Linked DNA regions of Zea mays: region 1 is linked to region 2. A link is a contact called in public Hi-C data. All regions are on one chromosome and are shown on one strand. Each heading gives the region's core, a stretch centred on a gene start, on an enhancer-like site or on the middle of the called end of the contact. The rest is flanking DNA. Distances are from core to core; before and after follow the strand shown.

Evidence for each region. A called contact is a pair of places that touch in the nucleus more often than the background predicts.
Region 1: a contact with region 2 is called in a Hi-C map of ear, with 2.1 times the contacts expected there. The contact joins the promoter of LOC100274970 here to the promoter of LOC100383297 in region 2. A contact is called at or near these places in 2 of 25 Hi-C or Micro-C datasets (ear and an unstated tissue).

What each region holds. Positions count from the first base shown.
Region 1 is chr10:122,017,569-122,020,354 of Zm-B73-REFERENCE-NAM-5.0, reverse strand. It overlaps LOC100274970, which reads left to right and starts at 1,381. Exons shown (of 2, transcript NM_001357707.1): 1 at 1,381-1,663; 2 at 2,151-2,786. The coding sequence starts at 2,393.
Region 2 is chr10:121,860,062-121,862,761 of Zm-B73-REFERENCE-NAM-5.0, reverse strand. It overlaps LOC100383297, which reads right to left and starts at 1,319. Exons shown (of 1, transcript NM_001175957.2): 1 at 1-1,319. The coding sequence starts at 1,037. The coding sequence ends at 549.

The sequences.
Region 1 (2,786 bases), core at 132-2,631, 160 kb before region 2:
TTCCCCTTAATGAAGTTAGCTTTTGTTAGCAAGGCCCATTTTCTATGAGCCACATAAAGAACTTGATTTTTGGTGGTTTTTTTTCTTTACAAATGTGTTTAAAATGTAAACCGGTTTCATTTCTAGTAAGGTATTGTATACAGATTTGACAGAAAATCTTCCATTTTTCCTAGATTTCCAGATAATGCTTTCTGGACTGTCATTAAGATGGAACGACACCACTTGTTCCTAAATCTTATCCCACATATATATACTTGAGGTCATCCACTAATAATTAGATTTTTGGCACACTTACTTTCTTCTGGTTACATAATTAATAAGGGCCTGTTTAGATACCAGGAGCTAAAGAAAAAGTGGTTAAAGTTTAGTCAATTTAGGGGGTTAAAGATCTAAACCGGAAGAATGAGTGACTAAAATAATAAAAGTGTACCCTTTTAGTCACTTTTAGCTCCTAAGAAGAAGCTAACCTTTAATCAGTTTGCTTTTAACCCCTGGATCCAAACAAGTCCTAAATCACCGGTATAACTAGGCACAATGCCTCATCAGACAGCCAACTGCCAATCCCAAATTCTACTTTGTTGTCCATTTCTAATTTTAATGCCTCTGCCTGCACGTATACTATTTTTGTTTTTGATTAAGTCATACCACATAGGAGAATCACTCAATTTATTAGTAATTGTATTGTATGAACTGAATCATTTGGCGTATATTTGGCTTTCTTTAAGCACAGGCACACTGCTACCAAAAGCATTAGGCGCTTAAGCATCACCCTTGTGGCTGGCACGAGAACCATTTGATTCACGACAGATTTAGCGCTTGTTTGAAGTGTTGGCTAAAACTAGCAATCTACAGGGAAGAACACCATACATTAGTACTCCGTCGGGACACGCCACCACATGCCGCTGAAATATATCCGCAACGATTCTCCCAGCTGCTTATAGCTCAGAAGCAAGAGCCAAGGCCGGCAGCTAACCACGACTCGTCTAATCATCCCTGGACCATAGCGATTAATAAATTGATTAAGCTAGTACATCGCCCCTAGATTTCCGGCAGAATTAAGAAAACCGCGGGCAGCAGAGCCGATGCCGATGGCAACAAAGAAGAAGGGGCTGTTGGTACTGCAGCCGCAGTCTATAAAGATAAAAATTGTAGAAGTAGTAGGAAGCTTAGCCGGAGCTGGCATGGCAGGCTGCTGCTGAGTGAGCAGCGGTGGGGGCCTCCTGGCTGGCGCGTGGAAAAACCCGAGCAAATGGCAGCGTGAAGCACGTCCGAGACTGAGGTCAGGCGTCGGGCGGGGGTTGCGGCCAGGGGAGACGAATGAACCCCTGCCCCCGCCTGGATCCCATCGCAAAAGCCCCCTCCCCCTCTCCGCCTTCGCGCATATTATATTCGCGCACCATCGCAGCAACTTGCACGGGCGCCGATGACTAGTTGCGCCAGATGCACTGCATCTGCTCGGCGTGGTGCCTCCAACGTCCAACCCCTCTTCCTCTTGTCTCTCGTCTACCTCTCTTCTGCCCCTCTGCGTCCGTGTCTCCATCGTCGTCGCTGCGTGAGGTTGACGACGACCAGTCACAGGATCTGTTCGTTCCTCATGCGACCCAGCTAGCTAAAACTGGCATGCATGGACATGCTACGCTGCTGCGTCAATCCATCTCACCAGGTACGCTGCTGTACATGCTGCTACGAGCCTACGATCGATAGCAGTCTGTGCCTTCCTTTGCTCGATGCCGATGTTTATCTGCATGTGATCGTATTCGTATGCACGGCCCTCCGCCCTCTCAAGCTGAGTGCTTTTTGGTGGGCCCATCGTCCTATATACGCTCATCAGTTCACTGACGACGATATAACGACTGTTGGGGTTCAGAAACTACATATTGTGGTGCTCGCCCGATCTCTTTCTTGTATATTCTTCTTATTATTAGTCTCTCTCTCTCTGAAAGAACAAGGAACTAGATGTCTTGTTTTGTGCCTCCTACTATACCTTTGCGTGTTTTTCTTGCTTTTGTCCATGGCTTTTCACCGGTCTGCTGGGTGAAGTAATTTACACGCATGTCTTACGCACGCGCTCCTTCAGTTGTCCGCATATCTGATCATAACATCGCTTCATTCATGTGCTGACGAGATATTTTTCGCCGCCGAGACTGCAGTGCTAGCTAGCTAGATCTGGCCTGATTCGCCGATCGAGCGGTGGTGAGACGGAGTGCTTCAGCTCAAAGACTGCTAGTGGTAGGCTGGTAGCTAGCTGTGTGCCTGTGTGCAGTGTGCACTGCCACTGCATGCGCGGCGCCTTGGACTTAAGACGGCAGCACACGCACGCGAGGAGGCGTCGGCTGAAGCGAGCGCTCCGGCGGCTCCGCTTCGCTCATCAGGTTCTTGAGCCCCGGAAACGATGAGCACGACCCGGCCGGAGGACACCCAGCAACTGATCAACAGTGCCGCCGCTAGCCCCAACCGCAGCGCACCGTCCGCCGCGCCCAGCGATATGGAGAGGGGCAGCGGAACCGCCGCGTCCTCGTCGCGCGCTTCGACGACGTCTCACTCCCACCAGAGGGCCACCCACAGGGTGGTGGAGGAGGAGGAGGAGGAGGAGCCTAGTAGCAGCCGTGGCGGCGGCAGCCTCTGCTCCGGGTACCTGTCGCTCCCGGCTCTGCTGCTCGTCGGCGTCACCGCGTCGCTGGTGATCCTCCCGCTCGTCCTGCCCCCGCTGCCGCCGCCGCCGTCGATGCTGATGCTGGTCCCCGTGGCAATGCTGCTCCTGCTGCTCGTGCTGGCGTTCATGCCCA
Region 2 (2,700 bases), core at 70-2,569:
GGTTTATCCTAAGTAGTTCCTAACTCAACACAGCATTAGGGCATGAGGTTGATTTGTGGCACTAATTGACTACTAGAAGGACTAGCTACTGGGAGAGACGACGGCCACTGAACAATAAAAAAAAATCCCTAGAGCAACAAGCTAAAGCAGTCATTGGTTACCTGAAACCTGCGGAAAGCTAAGTCCGAAAGGTAGCAATTCTAGGACAGAACATTGTCACAGAGCGATCAGCATTAGTATAGTACTACAAGATCCAGCTCCGGGAAGAAGGTTCTGATGAGTGCACCCAATTATTACCTTAATTACTCCCCTGCGTGCTCCGTCCCTGAATTCGACACAAGAATATCTCAATCATGCATCATACGAGTCCACAAAGCTGAGACAAGGAATAGCACACGCGTACCGTAGATCATCAAACAAGAAATAATAAATGACGTGATGAAGAAACGACTAAGCAATAAGCTAATGGAAGAGAACCAAGAGGATCAGAAGAACTGCTGCTAGTAGTGCTGGGCCGCTAGCTAGCTCTCATGGATGGATGGATAAGTTCATAGCTTGAGGGACAGGTCAATAATCTCCTCCCCGTCCTCTCCGCCGGCCCTCGATGCACCGGACGAGGCTTGTGCACCCCCCGCCGGGGCCGGGCGCGGATAAAGGTAGTGTTGACGGCGGTGGTGCCACGCATCGGCGCCCGGGTGGTCCGCCCTGGAGCGCGGCGTCGGCGCGCTCTCGCTGCCGGACGCCCTGCTGATGCCCTGGTCGGCTACCGGCGGCGGCGCGGCTGGCGCCGAGGCGGCCTCCCGGCCTCGCCTCGCCAGGTTGCGCTGCACCTTGTGCGCGTTCTGGTGGCCGCCGAGCGCCTGCGAGCTGCGGAACTTCCTGGGGCAGTAGCAGCAGGCGAAGACCGCCTGGAACCTGGGCGGCGACGACGGCAACGGGTGCAGCGAGAGGCTGAGCTCCAGCCCCTCGTCTTCCCGTTCCGCCGCCTCCATGCCCGGTATACAGGAGGCGAGGAGCCTGTCCATCCTCCTGTCCATGGGGCTCGGGCTAGCTAACTAATTGACCAGGCTGCTGCTACCGTACGTACCGCGCCTCAGGTCAGGGTCTCATGGAAGCCAGAACCAGCAGGATGGATCGGACCGGAGCTAGCCAATGCAACGCGCGGGGAGGGGGAAGGCCGCAGGTGCCAGCCGGACACGCAAGGTGATCCGGGTAGAGGAATGTGGCAGCTCCCCACTGGACGAGGGAGGCGCGGCGGGCGGGCGGGCGGGCTGTCAAAACCCAGAGCTGCGTGTAATAAGTGTCGCACACTCTCTAGTGTCAATGCCTCTCTATATACTCGTATATATAGCGTTCAACTTTTTATACATTCCATTATATATATAACTAGGGCTCCTAAATTGTTATAAATTATTGTAGAATTTGTGATCCAAATTCTGAAGAAGACGCCCAAGTTGGCAAGCGAAGCGGAGGCTAGCCGAACTTGTCGAGCCGTTTCCGAAATTTGAAATCCCATCCCAGTCTAGATCTGAAACTCTCGGAATTGCTCGCTAAAGTTCGGTACGGTTCCAACTCCAGCGATAACTCCGACGAGCAATTACTTTTGATCTGTGCGTCATCGGCAGATCTGAGGGTACCGTTGCGTTCGTCCCGTCGAGAGCTTCGTCCTGGTGCCTTCGATTCGTCGATCTGACCGACGGTTCGTCCTCAATCGACGAATTTGTCCTCGGCTCCAGCAAGGTCGTCTCTCCGGTGAGCCTCTCCTCCATTGTTTGTCGTTGTGTTCGTCGTTTTTGTCTTCCCCGCGCAGCCCCTCTCTCTTCCCTCTCTCTCTCCCTGGCGGCGGCGCCCCCTCTCCCTCCTTCCCCCCACCCGCGTAGCCCCCCGGTGAAGGCGGCTGACCCACGCGCCCCACGCCCCTGTGCGCCGCGGTCGTGGCCCCGCGAGCGCCCGCGGTCGGCGTGGCCCCCTCCCCTGCACACGATTGGCCTCCCCTCCCCTCCCCTTTCCATGGTGAAAGGAAGGAGAAGAAGAGAGGAAGAAGGCAGTATTTTTGCGAAACCCCATGGGTAATTTTAAAACTGTGCGCAGAAATTTGCTCCATTTTAAAATCGCAATAACTTTTGTGTTTTAAACCCGATTAACTCCATCGTATTAAAATTGTCAAAGATTGAAATTTGTTCCGTTTTAAAATCGCAGCCCAGGGACGCCTGTGGGTGCGCGGGGGGGGCTCCACCCCCGCGGTACGGATCGTTCCCTACTCACAATAGGGTTTCGCCTCTATAAATTCACTTGTAATCCGTAGAAGATCATCACATCATTGTAAATCTCCTACGATTTGTAACCACCCGAAAGATAGTGATAGTGTTGGTGGCCGGCGGCCGTGGTTTTTTCCTCTTCGCTTTGTAGGGGTTTTCCACGTTAAATCTGTGTCTTCTCTGTGTTTGATCTACTTTGTATCGTATTGTTTCATAACAATTATCATAGAATTGATCTATGGCTCAATCTACTAAAATAATTGTCATACGAATAAAGAAATTGGTGTAGACACATATCTTAATAAACCACTCAACCACAACTTTAATTTCCAAAGTCTTCTAGCTGACACGCCGCAAGACTTTTGGTGAAGCCATGTACAAGCTGATCTTTAGTTAATACAAAATTAAGCTTAAGAAACTTCTTTGTTACCATTTGACAAAG